3 separate regions of the Mus musculus genome follow, and all the other regions are linked to region 2. Evidence: chromatin contacts called from public Hi-C data. All regions are on one chromosome and are shown on one strand. Each heading gives the region's core, a stretch centred on a gene start, on an enhancer-like site or on the middle of the called end of the contact. The rest is flanking DNA. Distances are from core to core; before and after follow the strand shown.

Region 1 (3,497 bases), core at 102-2,601, 170 kb after region 2:
ACACTCCACACACAGCTGGGTAACAGCACGGCCAAGGCTTCTGAGACCTGGTTCATACCTACAAGAGGTTGGTGTCAACCCCAATTCATCGGAGACATTCGCTGTGCACTGTACACTGTAGATCCCCATTGTCAATTTATCAGCAGTTTTTTTTATCAAGACTATATTTCAGATTTTCTCCACTTAGCATCTATTTTGATACCTACAGATTTCTCTCTTTTAGACTATCAATTTTCATAAATTATTGATTTCTAAATATTAAAGCAACCTTGAATTTCAGAGAGAACCCTCAATTGGCCTGGCAAATTCCCTTTTCTGCTTATTTCTGGATTTGGTTTAGCAGTGTTTTGTTCAGGAGCTAAGCACGCATGTCTCGAGTGGCATTAGGCTGATCTTCTCTCAGCTTCTCTTCGTTGTGTTATGATCCTGGAGGTGTTTTCTTTTTACCTCCTGGATGGAGCTGTGCAGTGCTGCAAGGCGAGGCGCTGAGAGGCACAAGGGGAGACCTGTAAACATTCTGACAGTGTGCTCTGTCCTCAAGCCTACAGGCAGGCAGGGATGGCTCTCCCATATGGATCCCACCTTGCTGGATTGGAAGATGTCCATGTGAACCCACCTTGCTCTGCACCTCACTTGGGGCACGGCGTTATCCTCCAGTCTAAGCAGTTTGGGTAGTAGTGTTCATGGTCAGGAGAGCACCCTTCATGGTAAAGAGATCACCCTATGAGGGAAAGTTTCTGTCACTGCAGCCTCATCTGCAGGGCAGTTCAAAGTCTTAGCATCCCTGTTTCTCAGCCACAGCCCACTGAGCAACACAGCCCAGCCAGCAGCCATTGCCTCTGACTGAACAGAGCATTCCCCAGCTGATGTGGGAGTGCCTGTTCCACAGTGGATGTCTTCTGGCACGCCTGTGTTCATAGGGACATGAGTGTCCTCGCTTCAAGTACATGTCCTCAGGGTTCCGTCTACCAACCTTCTTGTTGGTAAGAGAACAAATGTCTGACCACAAAACAACAAGTAACCGAGTCCCCCCAACAAAACAATCTTCTTATCTTATCCTTTCCAAGCCCCTGGTGAGGACCCTGCAGCCACTGCTCATGCATTCCTGTTGATGCTTCTCCACATCTTGCCTTTCTCCTTGCTTCATATGAAGATCTTCTTCCTGCAGTTCTGTCTATGGGAAGAGTTTTCCTGTTTAAGTTCAGGGGCATTATGAGTGGGGCTGTAATTGGTCCCTTCACTTCTGAGCAGTGTTATGCAGGCTTCCTTAGAAACTAGTCCCGTCCTTGTCTGAGATGGTTTGTATATGCTTGGCTCAGCACTTTTAGGAGGTGTGGCCCTGTTGGGATAGGCGTGTCACTGTGGCCGTGGGTTTAAGTTCCTCATTTTAGCTGCCTGGAAGTCAGTATTCTACTAGCAGCCTTCAGATGAAGATGTAGAACTCTCAGTTCCTCCTGCACCATGCCTGCCTGGATGCTGCCATGCTCCCACCTTGATGATAATGGACTGAATCTCTGAACCTGTAAGCCAGCCCCAATTAAATGTTGTCCTTCTAAGAGTTGCCTTGGTCATGGTGTCTGTTCACAGCAGTAACACCCTAGTTAAGACGTTGGTCCCTCCCCATAGCTGCAGTGCTCTCCATGAATCTGTGGGGGTAGGCTGAGGGAGCTGCAGTTGTGGTGTGGCATCTCTGCCACCAGCCTGTGGTGCTTTCACGGGCTCTGAGCTGGCGTGACTTATGTCATGTGCACCAATCTAATTTGCCAGTGGAATGCTGCTGTGTGCATCTAGCTTTGTGCTCCACGGATCAGATAACAGTCATTTGTTGGGGGGGACACGGTTACTTGTTGTTTTGTGGTCAGACATTTGTTCTCTTATCAGGGCCCCATCATAAGCCAAGAGTTGTTTTTCAAGTAGACAGTAATAATAGGCAGAAAGCATGGCCTTGCACCAGTGCTATCGAGGCCAGCCCTGTGGTTTTCTTCCAGGGCCTGTAAGAGGTTCTATGCCTGTCTGCCTGAGGCACTTGCACTTGGCTGGCTAGCAGATTGTAGTGGCACTATTGGGGCTCCAGATACCAGTGTCCCTTCAGAGCAACTACACATAAGATAGGGGAACGTGTATATTTCCCTTTCTATGACAGCTGTAAATGTCTCCCGGTGCCTCTAGAGAAGGCTGTGTGTGTGTGTGTGTGTGTGTGTGTGTGTGTGTGTGCATGTGAGTATTCACACCTAGCCCTATTCATGCAACATAGTATCACACTTTCATCTCACCGTGTCTTTATAGATGCAGGGAGGCCTTCTTGGATATTAAGCATCCCCAGCCCCCAGCCACCACTAATGGAGCCTTTCTCTTCCCCGTGAGTGTTCTCTGTAATACTTCTCAGCATCTGGCATGCTGCATAGCTTATGAGCCTATCTAAAGGCATGTGACCCTCAGGTGTCACAGTGACCCCGCCACTAGTACAGCACCAGGTTTGGACCCCGCTATTAGTCAATTCTAAATGCGTGTGTTGCTTTTCCAGGCTGTGTGAAATTTGCATGTTCTCTTCATGACCAGGCTCATTTCTTAGTGCCTTTTGTTTGAGGGCAGTCATCATGTTCCTTCATTTCTTCCATGAATGTCCATTATGCCAATCATCAGAGCATAGCAAAGCATGTCTGAGATTATGAACTGGTGGTAGAATACAGAATGTTATCAGCATAGTAACTATGTAATGTGGTTGGTATAAGAAATCCAATTAAACTCATTTAGAACTCACCTTTTCTTCCTTTTATTCAAAAATATGAGAATGGATGACATGAATTAAACAATAAAAGGCTTTCATTGAAGTGAGTGAATAGACAGAAGGAACCCAACTACCTGAGTGAAGACAAGGCTAGTAACTGCTTCACATGGAGGACTTGCAGGGTAGGAGTGGTCTCAATATACTGGGTTCATGTATGAAATTATCAGAGAATATACAATAAAATTTATAGTCAATATAAATATACAATAAAATTCAGAAATGCTGAGCAGTTCTGGCTTCTGAACTGTTTATGAATTTTTAGCTGAAGAAGTGATCCAACATAAGTCATTTTGATGAATGCATACATTTTTAAAATGTCATGCAAGCCCCATTGACAGTTCCAATAGGGAGAATCAAGTTCAATGTAAACTAAGTTGACATACTTATTAGAATGGCTATAATCTCCTAGGGGTGCAAGTCCCAGGCTGACTATTTGAATGAAACACATGGCTGTGGGTTTATTATCAAGAGAGGATACATTATCCACTGCACAAAAATTATAAGTGCCTGCTGTGTGTTAGGCATTGTACATCCACTAAACAGCCTGCGATTAGCAAGAGCCTTGCTGGGTGGCACTATACACCTGTGATCTAGCATTTAAGAAGTAGAGGCAGGAGGGTGGCCTGATCGCCATAGAAAGTTCCAGGTCAGCCAAGGTTCCATGTCGAGGTCCTGTCTCAATAAGAGAAACAAAGACAAATAAACAGGG
Region 2 (3,599 bases), core at 712-3,211:
CAGTCTTGCCTTTTTTTTCTTTTTCAGCAGAGTGTAGCACACAAAGAAAGCTTAGTCACACAAGGAACAATTATCTAGAGGGAAGGTGGAAGGAAGGACAGTGAAAAGCTAACTTCTCTGGCAAGCATCTCGTCCACAGCCAGGCCACGCCTCCCAGAAAGAAGAGACCTTCACTGTCCTTCCTAGCATCTCTTTTGTTTGGCCTCCAGGATAAAGATGGCTGTAATTACACTCACAAAGTTAGGTAACAACAGTGGACCCAAGCCTCTAGTTGCACATTCTGATCTGGGCATCAAAGGTTGTTGGCGTTGCTTAATAAATCCCAGTGGCCTGGGGGTGGGGGATGCTTGCCCTCAACCCTGACTACCTGCATTCAACTTTAAGAACCCACATACATGGTAGCAGGAGAGAACAGACTCCCCAAAGATGTCCTTTGACATCCATATGTGCCAGGACACCCCAAACACAATACATGCATGGGATAAAAGTATGTCTATCACCTCTCAGTCTTTAGAAGGTAAAATAATATCTGTCCCATTAAATCTGAATTTAGGTAAATGAAAAGTCACTTTTAGCATCAATGCAGCCGCCGTGCAGCTTATTTGGAATAAAAAGATACAAAAAGACCTATTTGAAGTTTGAATTTAATGCAATAGCCCACATTTTATCTGGAAACTACCCAAGTACCCAAGGGCACAGAGGAAAAGATTAGTCTTTCACCTACCCCACAGCCAGCTGTCCAACTGGTATTCTAACCAGGCTCCTTGGAAACATCTCTCAACACCCAAGCAGAGCAGATGGGCAAAGTAGGAGCCTCTTCCTGAGCTTGGTCCAGTGCTTTGTGGGAGCACCCAACACTGGGCCAAGCCACTGCTAGAGCTTAAAATAGCGTTCCTCATTCATTTGAGCCTGCTTGGGCTCTAGTGCCAAGCCCAGGAGAGGATGATAATGGGAAAGTCGGGTTGTTTGGGGGAGAAAGGCTCCTAAGAAAAGCTCATCTGGCCCAGAGGGGAAGGGAGGCTATTACCAACTTCATGCGATTGTGAAGATCAAATAGGGAAACGGCCGAGGATACGCCTTGTAAATAAATCCCTGGTGATAGTTCATGATCAAGCCCTTTGAGTGGCTAGTTTAGCACAGGGCCTCACAACTGTCACACTGCCCAAGGAAGATGGATGGTGACAGAGGTATACCAACACAAGGCTAGCGCACCTAGACACTGTAGTAAGAAAAACCAGTGCTTTGCCACGAACTTACACATCCATCTTTCAAAAGGTCTCATCACAGCTGCACAAGGTGAGCGCCAGCGGGGGTCCATTTCCCAGAGGATGGTGAGAGTGGCCCGCAAGTGAGACCAGGCAGGGGAGTGTGTGTGTGTGTGGGGGGTCCCTCTGGTGCAGGACTGGGGCCCGAGGCCTACCTTCTGGGCCTGCTGGATCATCTGCCTGACCACCTGCTTCAGGTGCGGTGCCTTCTCTTCTTTGGGCGGGTGGGTGAAGAGCGTGACTCGGCTCACACCGCGGTAGAAGTTGGTGTCTGTCCACCCCAGGTCCAGTGGGGGCACTTCGGTGTCCGAGCGGTCTGGCCAGTAGGCCAGGGACTCAGTGGGCTGGGCCGGGACCTTGGCCTTGGCCTTAGCCTTGGCACGGGTGCTGGAGACTGCCTCCTCGTAGGGGCTCCAGGCGGCGCAGAGGGCCTGGCGCTCCTGGCTGGAGAGGAAGTCCCGCAGCCGCTCCTTCTTGACCAGTTCGCGGTAGGCCTGCTCGCCTCCACCCAGCAGCGCCTCCAGCGCGGCCCGCCGCCTCTCGCAGTAGTAGAAAGCTGCATGTGCCTCGGTCACCCTCTCGTTCACGTGCGCCTCGTCCAGGCAGCTCAGTTGGGACTCGGCCATGGCGCCCCAGCCCTGTCCCGGGGCCCCAGGCTCGGACCCTGCTGTCCCCACCGCCGCACCTGGAGCGCTCGAGGGGCGGGGCGCCTCACCTGGCCGCGAGGTCCGCCTCGGCCCGCCCAGCGATCGCCAGTCGGCCAATCGGCGCGGGCCCCGGTGCGGGCGCGGCCGTCGGGCGGAGAGGGACCGCCGCCTCTGCAGGGCTTGCGGGGACCTCACGGGCGGCTCAGCCGACGCCCTGCGTCTCTGGCCTACTTAGCCCGGCTGGGGTGCAGAGTGTCGGCGTGGAAGTGAAAGCCCGGCTGTGGTCAGAGGCACGTGCGGCCTTTGAGTCACGCCCGCCTCCCAGCTGCGACCCATCAGTGCAGGGAAGGTCGGCGACCTGACCCCTTTACGCCTCCAGCACCCTCGGGACTCAGCCCCGCGGGTACAGCCTCATCTTCCCGCAGGCAGGGCCCAGAGCACGTGTTCTAGTCCGGACGCCTGCGGAATTTAGTAGCATCCTGACCCACTCCGGCCTTCAGGGTCCAAGTGTGTGTGCTGTTGGGCTAGATCGTCGGACTGTGTAGGGGGCAGTCTGTGTGGGAAAGCAAAGATGCTAATGAAATCCCTAGTTCTCCCGCCCACGCGTCCCAGTTCTGAGATCAGAGGCCTCCAGGGGCTGTCAATTCAACACCAACACCGTCACTACAAAATTTTTTTCTCCTAAAAGAATCACCCAAATAGCAAAGATGTAAGCAGGAGGCAGTGGATTTGCCCCTCATTTTAATTTGAAGTGGTGTGTGCGTGTGTTTGGGCCTGATAGGCTGCCAGAGGCCTGATTACTATATTAGCGATTCAAAATACATGTTTGAGCCCAAGGAAGGAAGCTGAGCACAGACACGCGCGTGCACACCACCACCATCACCACCAGAGGATCTGCTGTTTCCCATTGGATTAAATACAATCTTCTTAGTCATTAACATATTATTTTGTTCGTGTGCTGCTGTACAATTTTGATTCTCCACATTCAAAATATTTTCAGATCATAGCAACCAAAGGTTCACATTTCTCTCATTTTGTAGCACAGCGACTTGGAGCTGGAAGGAGCTTTAGAAATGAGTCCAACCCCCTCATTTCACAAACGAGGAAATTGAGGCCTAGAAATAAATGCTTTTCTATATCTCCCGAGAAAGGAGCGGCTAAGCAAAGGAACTGCTATGCTCTCTGCGGTGAGGGAGGTCCTTTCCCAACATGTGGCCTCCTTTGCTTGTTCTTATAAAGAAACAGAGGTTATTGGGGTTATTAGGGGTGTGTATGAAGGAGTCAATAGGCATCTCTCTCTCTCTCTCTCTCCCTCTCTCTCTCTCCTTCCTTCTATCTCTCTCTCACTCCTTCCTTCTCTCTCTCTCTCTCACTCCTTCTCTCTCACTCCTTCCTTCTCTCTCTCTCTCTCTCTCTCTCTCTCACTCCTTCCTTCTCTCTCTCTCTCTCTCTCTCTCCCCCTCCCTCCCTCCCTCCTCTGTGCTTGGGATAAAACTCAGGGCTTTGGAAAATTAGGAAAGGGCTCTTTCATTGATCTATACCCCACAGCCCCGTTGATGGTCTGGAGAAATGAGTGTTTAGATTGTCTGCAGGGATTGGAGACATGGTTAAGAGCACTGGATGCTTCCCAAAGGACGTGGGCCTATATGGTGGCACACAACCATCAATAGCTCAAGTCCCAGAGCAT
Region 3 (3,648 bases), core at 17-2,516, 150 kb after region 2:
TTTTCTGAAAACTTAAAACAAAACAAGAAACAACCTAGCCTCAATTGTGTTGCCCAGGAAGGCCTCCGAGCTGGACCTGAGCGCTCCTCCTGCCCCAGCCTCCCTAAACTACAGTATATTCCACCATCCTGGTTCTGACGAGTACTTCAAAGTAATCGATACACCTTTGCTGACATCACCACCGAGAGGACCCTGCTGATCTACGGTGACAGCTGGGGGAGCAGTGGGGTGGTTTGGATGTGTGCGTTTACAGGGCATCTCAATGCCAGAGCCACAGTTGCGCTGATAGTGTCTTGTAGTCAGAGCTCGGTATCTCATCTAAGAGCTATCACGGGGCCCATCAGTTCTGCTTCGAGGTATTATCTGGGCTCTGCAGGCTCAGTGGGATCTCCATCTCTCCAGATAGTCTCTAGGGAGTTCCACAGCTGCAGTGCTGAGCAACTCAGCAACCAGTGAGTCCCTGGCATCACTTCCTGTCCCCTCTCCACACTTTCCTCAGAGGCTCCTTAGTCACAGCCCCATCCTCCATGGCTCATGGTTCCACAGCCTTAGTTGCTGGATTGTGATGGTGCCAGAGGGGCTTCATTTCTTCTGAGGAACCAAATGTGTGCACTCACCTCTTCCTTAACTTGTGGGAGTCTAGAGCACATGTTGCTTAGTCATGAAGTCTGATGAGGCACACTCACACTCACTTCCAGTATTGTGCGATCTGATATCGAGGGAGGAAGACCACGAATGTCTGTGGGCTTTCTGCAGCTTGACTGCCGTTCTTCATGCCCACAGGTAGCCTCGTAGTATTTTAACCAGCGTGCTGCCTCATTTTAACTTGATCTGGCCTAGAATCACCTAGGAAGAGTCTCGGTGAGGAATTTTCTAGATCAGGGTGGCCAATGGGCCTGTCTGTGAAGGACTGTCTGTCTTCATTGTTAATTGAGGTGGGCAGACCCACCCTTAATGTGGATGGGGCCATGGCCTGAATCGGGTTCTGAGCTGTGTGAGAGTGGAAAAAGCTCACTGTGCACAGGCAAGCAAGCCAGCCAGCAGCACAAGAGACTTCATTTCTCTGCTCTCCACTATGGCTGGGCTGTGACTAGCTGCTGCAGTTTCTGCCTTGTAAGCCAAATAACCCTTTCTTGTCTCTCCTCTCCCCCGCAGCCCCCCTCCCTCGGTCGCAGCAACAGAAGTGAAATGTGATTCTGGGCCAGAACACATCCGTGCTGCGTGCTGCTCTCATGAGTTCCTCAGAAGGGAATTAATCTACCCCCGTGCTGTCTGTCAAGCCCGACCCATGGCATTTCAGAGATAATTCTACTGCTGAGTACTGAAGGAGCAGTTACAGTTTCTGATTAAACCTCAGGAAAGCAGATAGATGACAGAAGTCCCGAGTCCCCGCTGTTTGCCAGGATTAATTAGAAAATCTCTAAGTCAGAAATAAGTCCGTTTTAATTACTCATTTTCATGTAAGTTTACAACAAAATGGAAAACTACAAACATACATGAAAGGTTCTCATTACCTCTTCAGGATCTGGCACCTACTGTCCCTGTGCCTCTGCCAGAAATGATTTCTGTCCTGTTTATTGGGATTCGCACCACCCGTCAAAGCCCCTGGTGTTATAGTTAGTTCTTTCCCAGAAGCCTGTCTGTTCGAGGAGCTTAACTTCCTACCAGGCCCTGGGCTTGTTGAAGGGAGAGCCCGTCTCATGCCGACCTATTGCTTCTAAGACATTTTCATGTATAATGTTAGACTTATGAACTTCTTCACAAAGTTTTGGGTTAAAATGTGGAATTTTATAAGAGGGAATAAACATAAAGTCTAGTATGTTATAAATATTATAAATATAGACATAAAAAGAAAACAAATCTGGCATGGTGGTACATACCAGTAATCCCAGCTACTTAGGAGGCTGAGGTAAGGCTATCATGAGTTCAAGGTCAGCCTGAAGTACATAGTAGGACTCCCAAAATAGAGAGTCCTTGCCTAGCATTCATATAATATCTGGTTCAATTCCCCATTACTGGAAAAAAAAAAGAAGAGAAGAAGAAAATGATACCACATGTATGTTCTCAGTGATTTTTATTTTTAATTAAGTGTGTCTCTGTTTGTGTGTGTCTCTGTGTGGGTTTGTGCGCATGAGTGAGAGCTCGTGGGACTTACAAGAGGGCATCAGATGCCCCTGGAGCTGGGGTTACAGCTGATTTCAGATGTGTGTCACCTGATGTGGGTGCTGGCAACCAAGTTCAGTTCTTCAGCAGTAGCAGTGCATGCTCTGGCCACTGACCACACCCACCTCTCTCACATCTTAAGGGGCATAAGTACCATTAGAATTGAGACTTGCAGCACATCACTGGAGGGAAACATAGGGTCCTTATCTATGGAAACTGTCATTCCTTTCTCTTGCTAAGGTCGGATTTGGTTTCACATCTCTCACAGAGTCTTACCTTTATATGTAGTGTTTGCATGTGTGAAAGTCTCCTCAAAATATCAAATATGTGCAAAAAGTGTGCTTTGGAAGAAGAATCCCACTGTAGAGCCCAGGCTGACTTCATACTTAACCGTCCCTCTGTCCCCAGTGCTGGGCTTACACACATGCAGCCTCTGTGCCAGGCTGGACTGACTTCCAGCACACAGCCTATCAAAGCCCTTGGATTCATATATTCTTAGAAGTACTTATCACACATAAAGAATCCAACGTAACTGGAAACACATGCTTTTATGAGCTAAGCACAGCCATTACCCACATCTGAGTACCATCCACTGCTCGCTGTAAGCACCATACAATGTCTATTTTATTTCATGGTTTTTGTACACATAAATGCTTTAAAAACCTGTTCATATAAATCAAAGCCAGAAGTAGAAGGTACTGTACTGCAGCACTGTCAATCAGTCCTGTGCTTTCCTTCTAAGTAACGTGCCAACAATTATCTAGTGACTTATTAGAGAAATATTTCCTATCTCTTGTCAGCTATAACGTGATGAAGTCTTTCATGTTTTTGAAAGCAAAGAGTTGAGAACACATTGTTTGGGGAAAGATTTTTTTAAAACAGTCATTAGGAGTAATTTATTTTTTTAGCTTCTGGGAATAATACAAAACACTCTTTATTAAAATGTATCAACTATTAATTAAACTTTTACTCTAACCTGACATAATCAGAAATTGCAGGGCAAATGAAAACGCTCCTTGCCCTATGGCTGTCAGTGCAATGGACTTTGCAGAAACTGATTTTACAGTGCATGCTGTTTCCAGTTCTTGGTAACTGCAGACTTGGTTTATGTAATTCTGGAAAAATATCTACCGTATAATCTAGTTGGCAAATGCAGCCTTCATTGTCAAAACGGTAAATTGAATTGGATTTCAAATGGCTTTTTCTCCATAAAATACCCTACATATTTATTCTAATAAATATAAATATTTCTATTACTTTCAATCTCTACATCCTTTACAATTATCATATTTCATGCACTTATTTGGGGTGTGTAAGTGCCTATGTATGTGTGTTTCCACATGTCATAGCGTGTGAACAACTTTGCCCGCTAAGCCATCATACCTGCCATTTTTGTTTCCAGGGGGCGGGCATCTCATGATCCCAGTCTGGCCTCAGAATCTATATGTAGACACTGGCCCTGAACTCAGGATCCTCCTGCCTCTG

The links. Hi-C and Micro-C count contacts between places; a contact is called where the count stands out from the background.
Region 1: a contact with region 2 is called in a Hi-C map of bone marrow-derived macrophages, with 37 read pairs. The contact joins the enhancer-like site here to the promoter of Fam83f in region 2. A contact is called at or near these places in 15 of 39 promoter capture datasets (the C10 cell line, HPC-7-derived erythroid cells, cranial neural crest and 10 more), 7 of 484 Hi-C or Micro-C datasets (CD4 T cells, bone marrow-derived macrophages, cortical neurons and 3 more), 9 of 115 datasets of contacts at active chromatin or transcription factors (T-cell acute lymphoblastic leukemia, craniofacial prominence, embryonic stem cells and 4 more) and 4 of 9 other capture datasets (embryonic stem cells, liver, macrophages and 1 more).
Region 3: a contact with region 2 is called in a Hi-C map of nephron progenitors, with 1.5 times the contacts expected there. The contact joins the enhancer-like site here to the promoter of Fam83f in region 2. A contact is called at or near these places in 6 of 39 promoter capture datasets (cranial neural crest, embryonic stem cells, maxillary cranial neural crest and 2 more), 5 of 484 Hi-C or Micro-C datasets (B cells, CD4 T cells, cortical neurons and 2 more), 6 of 115 datasets of contacts at active chromatin or transcription factors (T-cell acute lymphoblastic leukemia, craniofacial prominence, embryonic stem cells and 2 more) and 3 of 9 other capture datasets (adipose tissue, embryonic stem cells and liver).

Annotation. Positions count from the first base shown.
Region 1 is chr15:80,495,780-80,499,276 of GRCm38.p6, reverse strand. The region is part of intron 4 of Enthd1 (ENTH domain containing 1); the gene reads left to right. Among named protein-coding and RNA genes, the nearest start is that of Gm23220, 39 kb to the right of the region's middle. Within about 2 kb of position 1,351, at least 45 of the 459 cell types and tissues checked have an H3K27ac peak or open chromatin away from gene starts, as enhancers often do. A contact at or near this core is called in bone marrow-derived macrophages, where this site is marked.
Region 2 is chr15:80,670,209-80,673,807 of GRCm38.p6, reverse strand. Fam83f (family with sequence similarity 83, member F) reads right to left here and starts at 1,961. Exons shown (of 5, transcript NM_145986.2): 1 at 1,421-1,961. The coding sequence starts at 1,891.
Region 3 is chr15:80,515,764-80,519,411 of GRCm38.p6, reverse strand. All of the region lies in intron 2 of Enthd1 (ENTH domain containing 1), which reads left to right. Among named protein-coding and RNA genes, the nearest start is that of Enthd1, 43 kb to the left of the region's middle. Within about 2 kb of position 1,266, at least 73 of the 459 cell types and tissues checked have an H3K27ac peak or open chromatin away from gene starts, as enhancers often do. A contact at or near this core is called in T-cell acute lymphoblastic leukemia, cortical neurons, craniofacial prominence and 2 more, where this site is marked.